Regions from separate parts of the Mus musculus genome. Here regions 2 and 3 are each linked to region 1. A link is a contact called in public Hi-C data. All regions are on one chromosome and are shown on one strand. Each heading gives the region's core, a stretch centred on a gene start, on an enhancer-like site or on the middle of the called end of the contact. The rest is flanking DNA. Distances are from core to core; before and after follow the strand shown. Region 1 holds the start of Zfp622 (zinc finger protein 622). Region 2 holds the start of Mtdh (metadherin). Region 3 holds the start of Dap (death-associated protein).

The links. Hi-C and Micro-C count contacts between places; a contact is called where the count stands out from the background.
Region 2: a Hi-C map of CD8 T cells shows a contact between it and region 1, with 4 times the contacts expected there. The contact joins the promoter of Mtdh here to the promoter of Zfp622 in region 1. A contact is called at or near these places in 2 of 484 Hi-C or Micro-C datasets (CD4 T cells and CD8 T cells).
Region 3: a Hi-C map of CD8 T cells shows a contact between it and region 1, with 4 times the contacts expected there. The contact joins the promoter of Dap here to the promoter of Zfp622 in region 1. A contact is called at or near these places in 2 of 484 Hi-C or Micro-C datasets (CD8 T cells and double positive thymocytes).

What each region holds. Positions count from the first base shown.
Region 1 is chr15:25,982,653-25,985,972 of GRCm38.p6, forward strand. Zfp622 (zinc finger protein 622) reads left to right here and starts at 1,714. Exons shown (of 6, transcript NM_144523.3): 1 at 1,714-2,531. The coding sequence starts at 1,898.
Region 2 is chr15:34,081,257-34,084,576 of GRCm38.p6, forward strand. It overlaps Mtdh (metadherin), which reads left to right and starts at 1,463. Exons shown (of 12, transcript NM_026002.5): 1 at 1,463-2,157. The coding sequence starts at 1,780. It overlaps Gm41291, which reads right to left and starts at 1,970. Exons shown (of 1, transcript XM_011245387.3): 1 at 486-1,970. The coding sequence starts at 1,751. The coding sequence ends at 1,218.
Region 3 is chr15:31,222,547-31,225,866 of GRCm38.p6, forward strand. Dap (death-associated protein) reads left to right here and starts at 1,839. Exons shown (of 4, transcript NM_146057.3): 1 at 1,839-2,037. The coding sequence starts at 1,983.

The sequences.
Region 1 (3,320 bases), core at 464-2,963:
AGAAACTGAATGTTTTGATGCTAAATACTAGTGATTCAATATAGCACAACAGATAACAGTGATAAAAAGCAATACCTAGTAAGGACTTAAGAAATGGGGTGTTGCAGCAGTATGTAGCAGAGGATTGCATTGTTTGGCCTCAGTGCCAGAGCATGTGCCTAATCCTCTAGAGACTTGATACCCCAGGGAGGGGCTTTGCAGGAGGGGGGTCACCCTCTCTGAGGTGAAGGGGAGGGAGTATAGGGGAAAGAACTCTGTGAAGGGGACTAGGAGAGGGCAACATTTGGGATATAATTATAATAATAACAAAAACAACAACAACACAAAAAAAATACTGGCATTATTTTTGACAAAAGGCTCTAGAACCCCCCCCCCCCCAAAGGCATTTGGGCAAAGGTTTACAAAAGGGAGCAAGCTGGCAGAAAGATATTCAGGCAGAATAGCATAGCAACGGATTTCTAACACAATACCAAAAATATACTTGCTTAACCTGTTAGAACAATTGACATTGAATCAGGGTGAGTTAAAGGCAGGGATAGAACAGAGGATTTGCCAGGCAGTGGTGGCATACGCCTTTAATCCAAGCACTTGGGAGGCAGAGGCAGGTGGATTTCTGAAGGTCGAGGCCAGCCTGGTCTACAGAGTGAGTTCCAGGACAGCCAGGGCTACACAGAGAAACCCTGTCTCAAGAAAAAAAAAATCGAACTGATATGAATTGCTGCTGTTATACACACAGGGTCTCCAAGGTTTAGTACCCACGATGGAGCGTAAAATCACAGATAGATCCTTTTAAAGTTTTAGATGCTGAAAGAGTATTTCGATCATTAAAAGCAACTTCACCTAGTTTGACTTTTTTGTTTGTTTGTTTTTATTAGGTATTTATTTCATTTACATTTCCAATGCTATCCCAAAAGTCCCCCACACGGTCCCCCACCCACTCCCCTACCCATCCACTCCCACTTTTTGGTCCTGGCGTTCCCCTGTACTGGGGCATATAAAGTTTGCAAGTCCAATGGGCCTCTCTTTCCACTGATGGCCAACTAGGCCATCTTCTGATACATATGCAGCTAGAGACACGAGCTCTGGGGGTAATGGTTAGTTCATATTGTTGTTCCACCTATAAGGTTACTTTCTCTAGCTCCTCCACTGGGGGCCCTGTGATCCATCCAATAGCTGACTGTGAGCATCCACTTCTGTGTTTGTTAGGCCCGGGCATAGTCTCTACTTTGACTTTTTATATGGCTACTTGGATTTAAAAATCTCACATGTGGCTCGGATTATATTTTGTGGGACAGTGGCTAGGCTGTACTTTCGGCTCCCAGCAGGGAATCTTTTCTGTTCAAGAGCTCTGACCGCCCCCTTCGCTGCAAAGAGCTTGGGTCGGTTTGGCCTCCGGAAGTTCCACGCTGTCGCCACGTTTGATCCCCCTTTCCAGAGGCGCGAGAGACAGTCTTGACGGGATCCATCTCTCAAGAGCAGTCCCAGAACCATCCCAGGCACCCACGCCCTTCTTTCCCTCACAAGCCCATCCCTCTGACCTCGTCACGGCAAGCGACACAACCGCTAAGCCCTCAGGAGGCAGCGGCATCCTCCAGGCACACGCCCACCTTTGATTGACAGGGCGGATCCAGGCGCGAAGAGAGCGACATGAAACTTCGTCATTTCCGGGGACCCAGGCGGGCCTTCTTAAGCCAGCTGCCAAGAGTTTCCTGTGCGAGTCGGAAGTTCCCTCACTTAGAACTCGGAAGTTCCCTCACTTAGAGCCCGGAAGCTGGTGTCTGGTGTGTCTTTTCCTGGCTGTGGGCGAAGGAGGTTCTCTGCGTTTGTGGGACTAGAAGGCGGCCGGTCAGGCTTAGAAGGTTCTCGGCTGGGTCGTCTCTGTCTTCCGGGCCCGGGGATGGCGGCTCTCACGTGCATCACCTGCCGGGTGGCGTTCCGCGACGCGGAGCTGCAGCGGGCGCACTACAAGACGGACTGGCACCGCTACAACCTGCGGCGCAAGGTGGCCGCCATGGCCCCGGTGACGGCCGAGGGCTTCCAGGAGCGGGTGCGGGCGCAGCGCGCGGTGGCCGAGGCGGCGGAGGCGAGCAAGGGCGCGGCCACCTACTGCACGGCGTGCGGCAAGAAGTTCGCCACCTTCAACGCCTACGAGAACCACCTCGGCTCCCGGCGGCACGCCGAGCTGGAGCGGAAGGCGGTGCGGGCCGCGAGCCGGCGCGTGGAGCTGCTGAACGCCAAGAACCTGGAGAAGGGGCTGGGCGCGGACGGCGTCGACAAGGACGCCGTGAACGCCGCCATCCAGCAGGCCATCAAGGCCCAGCCCTCCACGTCCCCCAAGAAAGCGCCCTTCGTGCCCACGGACGAGTGCGGGAGGGCGGCGGCGGGCGCACGGGGCGTCCCGGAGCGAGACCCGACGGAGAAGCCGCCCCGGCTCCAGTGGTTCGAACAGCAGGCGAAGAAGCTGGCGAAGCAGCAGTGGGAGGACGGAGAGGAGGAGGGAGAGGAAGAGGAGGAAGACGACGAAGACGAAGGTAGGTAAGGGTCCTGTCGGGGTTGGGGCGAGCGGGAGGCTCCGGGAGACATCGCGATGGAGACGAAGGGCTGGGTCCACGTTCAGCGATGTCGCCCTCCCCTGAGGCCCCCAGCCCGAGCCTTCTTCAGTGTTTACCTTTGCGACATCCATTCCCAGGCTGGACCCTGACTTTCTTCTTATCCTTTTACCGCAGCCTTTGAGGGAGTGGGGTTCCAGGCCCAGGGCATCCCGCCTGGATTTAAAGATGTTTCCTGGTTTATGACTTTTAACTAGTTAAGCAGATGGATTGTAGGCCTCCATACTTTTTTGGTGTTTTTTTGGTTTTTCGAGACAGGGTTTCTCTGTGTAGCCCTGGCTGTCCTGGAACTCACTCTGTAGACCAGGCTGGCCTTAAACTTTAGAAATCCCCCTGCCTCTGCCTCCCAAGTGCTGGGGTTAAAGGCGAGTGCCACCACTGCCGGGCTGTAGACCTCCATTCTTATGCTTGCTCCCGGACGCACCAAACTTCGTGTGGACCCGAAAGGGAACAGTATTTGGGGATTTCTATAGGACATTTTAGAGTGAGGGCAGAAGTGGTTTAAATGCCTCACTGCTCTTCATTTCCACAGGGCACTTTGTCTGTCTGCGTCTCTGTGGTGGATCCAGGACCTAGGGCATTGATTAAAAACAGAATAAAAGAGTAGAGGCGCATTCTTAACGGGCAAAACATTCTTTTAGTTTGGATCAGGAAGGGTTACACTGGTGCACAGAAAGCTATGCTGTTGGCACGCTGCTGTAGAATGTGTGG
Region 2 (3,320 bases), core at 213-2,712, 8.1 Mb after region 1:
AAAAACGAAGTGCATATACATGTGCATACACAAAGAGGAGGGAGTGAGAGAAGGAGGGCGAGATATAATGACAAGTATGTCCCTGATACCAAATACAGCAAGTGGAAAAAAAAAAAAAAAAAAAAAACTACAAGATGACCTGATCTTACTAAATCATTTACTTGCTAGACTGTCAAAGGGACTAGTATGCTAACCTACAATTTCTGTAATTCTCTAATTCATAAATCCACAGGTGATGATCTAAAACGATCAGTAGAACTTCTTAGAAAAACTATGACCAACCCAAATAGGTGGGGTTATAAATCTTATTCCAAAAATATGAATGGAATTTGTTAATTTTAGAGGTCATGCAGATCTCATTTTAAGGTTCTGGCCTTTATAACTTAGCCCTTAATTATAAGTCTGCAAAAAAGCTTAGCAAGAGTAGCTTATTACGTATAAAACTCTATTCCACCCATTAATCACAAGACTCATTACAATACTGATGGGTCAAAATACATGAATAGGTTTTTAGTTTGTATTTACTTCAGCTGCTTACATGCTAATTAACATTTAATTATAGACACTGTTTCCTTACCGCAAAGTCAAAATACAAATAGTAGGGTAGTCCTCAAGCATTTTTAAAATTAAGAAGGGAAGAAGCGCCTCAGCTCTTTATTTTTGGTGCTAGGAATCGACGCCAGAGCCTTGCATATGTTCAGTAAGCATGTTCTATTGCTGAGCGACATTCCCCAACCCACCTAGTTTCCTTCTAATGCTACATTTGACTGTTGGACAACACAAGCATTCAAAAATTGCAATTCTTTTGGGGTTGTATAAAAGCTTAAAATAATATGCTTCTCTTGCATATAAATACAGTCTAAGGGCTTCCTCTCAATATTTCCTATTAAGGCTACAAATCAGTAGAAAAATAATAGTGCCTCCCACGGGTTTGCCGACTTTTTAAATCTGGAGCCTGACAACAGACAGCAGGAGTGAACGACAGAACAGACGCAAACGTTGGCAAACGTTAATATGCTAGTCCGCCCCGAAGAAATACTCGGATGTGAATTACACGTGCTCGCTGCCTCAGAGTCCACCGAGCTCCCTCTGGAAGCATCCAACTGGCCCCTGACCTAGGGAGAAAAAGCCGGTCCACTGCACCACCACTGCAGGAAAGAGAGCGGAAAGCCTGCTCATACTCCGATGGGTTTGGCCGCCTTGCTCGTGCGCAGGCCTCACACCTGAATCCCTCTCAGCATCCAGAAAGCCCGAGCCTGAAGGAGTTCCACCGTCAGATTTCTAGCTCCCGCTTCGCAAGCTCCGAGTCGCCCCAAGCCTCCAAACCCACACAGCTCAAGGAGACCCCACTCCAAGACTAGAGTCCGCCCGGCCCCGCCCATCGCCCCATGTGACGCATGCCCCGCCCACAGCCTCCACGTGACCCGACCGGCCTCCGCGCGCAGCGTGGATCGCGGCCGGAGCCGCCATTGTTCCGCCGGGGGAGGACAGCGGGTCCTGGCGCTGGCGCCCCGACGCCGCTTAGCGGCCGCCTCTGGAGACACTCTGTCCCCGCCGCCCCGTGTCCTCCTGGTGGCGGCGGCGTGAGGCCGGCTGCGGAGACTGGGAACCTTTGGCTCTCCCCGTGGCGGCGGCGGCCCTCTATCCCCTACTCCGGCGTGAGGGTTGGCCGCGATGCGCTCGGCCTGAGGTGTCGCGGCCCTGTCGCCTCCCACGACTGTTCCAGCGGCGGCTCCGCTCCCCGGCGTCATCCCGCGAGTCTCTCTGACGGGAGGGAAGATGGCTGCACGAAGCTGGCAGGACGAGCTGGCCCAGCAGGCCGAGGAGGGCTCTGCCCGGCTGCGGGAGTTGCTCTCGGTCGGCCTAGGTTTTCTGCGCACGGAGTTGGGCCTCGACCTGGGGCTAGAGCCGAAGCGGTACCCGGGCTGGGTGATCCTGGTGGGCACCGGCGCTCTCGGGCTGCTCCTGCTCTTCCTTCTAGGTTACGGCTGGGCCGCGGCTTGCGCCGGCGCCCGCAAGAAGCGAAGGAGCCCGCCCCGCAAACGGGAGGAGGCGGCCCCGCCGACTCCGGCCCCCGACGACCTAGCCCAGCTGAAGAATCTCAGAAGCGAGGAGCAAAAGAAGAAGAACCGGAAGAAGCTTCCTGAAAAGCCCAAAGTGAGTAGTGGCGAGGAGCCCGGTGGTCAAGGGAAGCGAGAGCTCAGGTCGAGGTGGTAGGTGAACACGTTCCTTGAGAAGGGGGAAGTCGGAAAGTGTAAGAACCAGTAGGAAAGTCGCGTTTTCCTGAATGGAAATTAACTCCAGGGGTAGGTATAAATAAAAGTGACCAAACTTACAGCCATCATATGAGAACCTTGGTTTCCCCAAAAGCAGATCCTTCCTAGAGGCCTGTGAAAGAAAGTAGGCTGCATGTGGAGGTTAATGGGACCTTACAGTGACGTTGGGAAGTTCTGAAAAGACTGCCCGGTAGAGAGAGATGTCTATCTCAAGCCACGTTGAGACCTGAGACCGTCACGGAAGATAGGGGTGACCTAAAAACTGGCTTAAAGAGGATTACAGGTGTTCAGATCAAGCCATACTCATCTTAGTTGGAAATGTTAAAGGGAAATGGTTACCCTGTCTTATCCTGGTGAGTGTGGCCATTGGGTTGCTGGTACAGGAACTGGGCAAAAGGGAGCTGGCGATCTAATACGCCTTCGGGATATATGGCCCCGAGAAAAACATAAGGCAAGTACAGCAAAGTAGTCTATAGTACAGTCAAAGGATGTGGAAGACTTTTTTGTTTTTTAATAAAGCATAAAGAGGTGACAGATTAAAATGCTGAAGAAGGTTGAGAGGAGATTTCAAGCCGCAGTTTGCTGGACCACATGTGGAAATGCGAAAGCTATTCCATTTTTGTTAGGCCTTAGTGTTTTACTTCTGTATCCTGTGTTGTGATTTCTCTGTAATATTTTGTTCTGTGTATATTTGTTGGAGAGATCTTGTGCCGTGGCATGCATGCAGAAGTCAGAGGAGAACTTACTGGGGTTGGTTTTCCTTCCACAGAGTGGATCTTGGGGATTGAACTCCAGTACTCAGGCTTCTTGGCAAGTGCCTTTACCCACTGAACTGTTTAGTAGCCTGTTTTGCATAATTTGTGTAATATGAAAGATAAGTAACATTAGAAATATTTATTAGTGTAGTGGTGGTGGTGGATGCATTTATCCCAGCACTTGGCAGGCAGATCTTTGAGTTTGAGGCCAGCCTGATCTTTATAGTTTCGGGACAGCAAGGACTACATAGAGAAACTTTGCCTCCAATATTATCTGAATGTAAGTCTC
Region 3 (3,320 bases), core at 589-3,088, 5.2 Mb after region 1:
AAGTAGGAAATGTCCTCCAAAACCCTTACCCAGAAGTCAGCCAGCACTAGGAGGAAATGCTGCTGGGCTGAGAAACCTGGTATCTGGGCCCAGCTCACATTCACCAGACTGAAATGACTCTTTCACCTCCTCCCCCTCCCGCTCCCCCTTCCCCTCTCTCTATCTCTTTCTCTGTGTATGTTCTTGTTAAAAATGAATTATCCTCTCTCATCCCTAGAACCATTTAAGATTCAATTAACACCAGTCAACATTACTAGAATCTGTTCGGTAGACACCAGTGCATAGAATGCTCCCAGAGTGGTACTCAACATGTAGACTGTACCTGTGACAGACTGGGCTGGACATGCCCACACCCACCCACATGCCTCCTCCACAAGTGAAAGTGAATGAATATACTATTATATCCTAAGCATCCACTCCATTTTCTGTGTAGGCCCCATTTGTTGCTCTCTGTTAAGACAACATTGTAGGAGACCCATTGCCTCTCTGTTCCAGGATTATATGGGTCTTTTGCGATTGCCATGGCTAAGGGCCTGGAATATAAGTGAAAACCATATACCAGGCTTCTCCTTCCATGGAGCTGACAGTCCAGTCCATGGAGAATTCCAGTAAATGAGCAGAGAGAAATAAGGACGGCCAGATGAGGTTGATCGCATGGAGGCAGTAAAAAACATGAACAGAAACATGAGCCGGGCACCTTGGCTACATTCTCAGATCCCACAGGTCAGCTGACTTCACAAGCTGGTTGTACTATAGGAAGGAGTCAGTCATGTAGATATCTGGAGGAATCAGTGCTCAGTGATGGGAATAGCAGATGCCAAGACCAGAAGAACTGGCCTGTCCCACTAAAGAAGGATCAGAACAACCAATATGGGTCAAGGAGCCATAAGCAATGAGCTGCTAGTTTGCCAGGCCCTGTCACGAAAAAAGCCTTGTGGGTTGTATGTGCTACAGGTTGCATTTGATGGCCACAAGGGCTTCAAACCTCCTCGACTAAGAAATTGTTTCTATGCAAGCCTGCAAACCACTTGCCTCTTGAGAACCGCGAGCTAAATAATTCTGAGTAATTTATGAATTACTCAGACGCCAACATCATTACAGTGGAAAGCACCCCAGGAACGTGTAGGGAAGAGGGCCAAGGATGATGCACGGGAGATACAAATATTTACAAGTCTACAGAGAAGCTTGCCAAGCCGAATGGCAGCCACGGTGGTCTGGACAAGGCAGAGACATGGCGTCCCTAAAGCTAAAGAACATCCAGAGCTGTCTGCAGTGCTCCTACGAGATCAAAGGCACTGGACAAGTGACCTTCGGATTTGGCAGCCTGGGGTCAGGGAGAGGTTCTGAGAGATCAGTCAAGAGGTTCTGAGAGTAAGGAAGGAGTAGAGAGGTGTGGCACCCTGCCTCTTTTAATAGCTGGGTCGTCTAAGATCCGTGTGCAGCCTGGAAGGGATGGTGGCAGGCCCTTTTCTAAAGATAGAAGACTGCTGATCTTGCAGAGCTGCGAGTTCTAGAGAGTAACGGATAAGTTTTGCTGCAAAGTGAGCCAAGGAGCCAGGAGCTGCCATCTCTGAACGAAACCCCGCGCTGGGGTCTCGAACCACCAGCAGGCTACGCTTCCCTCAGTGACAGCTTGGCTAGTGAACACGCACCACGGGTCCAGCCCCTCGCTGGTCGCAGGGCCGCCCCGCCCTTCACGTACACACGCGCCCTGTCATCCTTCCCATACAATAGCCTTGGAGTCGTACGTGGCGCTGGCCGCTGCGCATGCTCCACAAGGACGGGCGGGGCGAGGCGAGGCGGCTCACAGAGTTCGGGTGGGCGGGACCGTGCCACGCAGCCGTTTGGAGCCACGCCCCCCTGCCCGGGGCGGCAGTGCGCGTTCCCGAGCAGCGCGCGCCTCACGCCTTCCCCCGAGTCCTCGCGCGCGCACTGACGCCCACCCCGCGGCTGCCGTCGCCCCTCCGAAAACCAGCGGCGCCATGTCTTCGCCTCCAGAAGGAAAGCTGGAGACCAAAGCTGGACACCCGCCCGCCGGTACTGACTGGTTTGCACTATGTCTTGGGGCGCCGGGAGGGGACAGGGCAGGATCGGGGTCCCAGTGCCCCGGTGCCCCTTGCTTGTGTGCTGCGCAGGCGCGCAGGTGAGCGGGCCCGGGGTGCAGGTGAGCGGGTCGCGGGATCCAGCCCTCCCCGGCGGGGACACCCTAGTTGTACAAGTCAAAACTCAAAAGTAGGCAGTTTTTATGAGATTGCACAGATGTTTGCGTGGGAGACCCCCAACAATTAAAAGGTAGTGTTGTATCATGATGATTAATCGTGGGCTGACAGCATTTCACACTGACAGACCAAAGAAGCGGAAATAATTATGATCATTAATCACCCGGCATGACTTCCTTTATTCATTTAATTTTCGCATCCAACTCCCTCTTGAAAGTGGTTAAAACGGTATTTTTTTAAAGCAAACCCGGAACTTCTGAGCCAAAACTTCTTTTTACTGGCAGTTCAGTCCAGTAAAGAGCCACCTCTCTTAGGAAATGGTGAGCAACCTTTGTGTGCCTTGGGCAGCCGCCTCCACTCAGTTCCTGTTTGTTCCTCCATGGCTGGAGGAGTTGGCATTTCTACTGCCCTTTCTGGTGGCAGAGATACCTGTGGAAGCACCACAGAGAGCCAGCCTGGAAACCGTGGGTCCTAGAAGCCAAGTCTCCTGTGGTATAAAACCAGGGCATCTCCCTGCAGACCTTGGAGGACTGTGTGGGGTAGGGACACATCTGTACCATCTTTCTGTAGTAAAAACTTAGACTCTCCAGCTGCTGGCCCCACTGGAGAACAGGAGGAGAGAGGAAACTGCCTTTAAAGTATGCTGTATTTCAAAGCTGATTCACTATGACAGTGCTTCTCAACTCGCCTAACTGGGGTTAGGAGTTATAGCTACGGGAGTCTTTGTGTTCAGTGTAAGATACTATGCTAGAGTATGGAAGGCTCTGGGTTCAATTCTCACTTCTTACAATACAAATTAACTTGTGGAAAGATTACCTTTAAGATACTGGCTCCTATCCCTAACCAAGTCTGTCCGCAATGGGTACCGGCTTGCTTCGCCAGTGGCGTCTCACTGAGTATATTAAACCACCTTCAGGGTAGGCCCTATGCCCCAGTAAATAGATGGCCAACGCAAAACGAACTCAGTGGTATTTTTGTAGACTTCCTGTCTCATGTGGTTTTCTTTGAGCATTTTTTAAAATCTTACTAGTGTATTGCTTGTGTATTTTGGTTTGTGGTTTTGTGGACTCTGTGTGTGTGTGTGTGTGTGTGTGTGTGTGA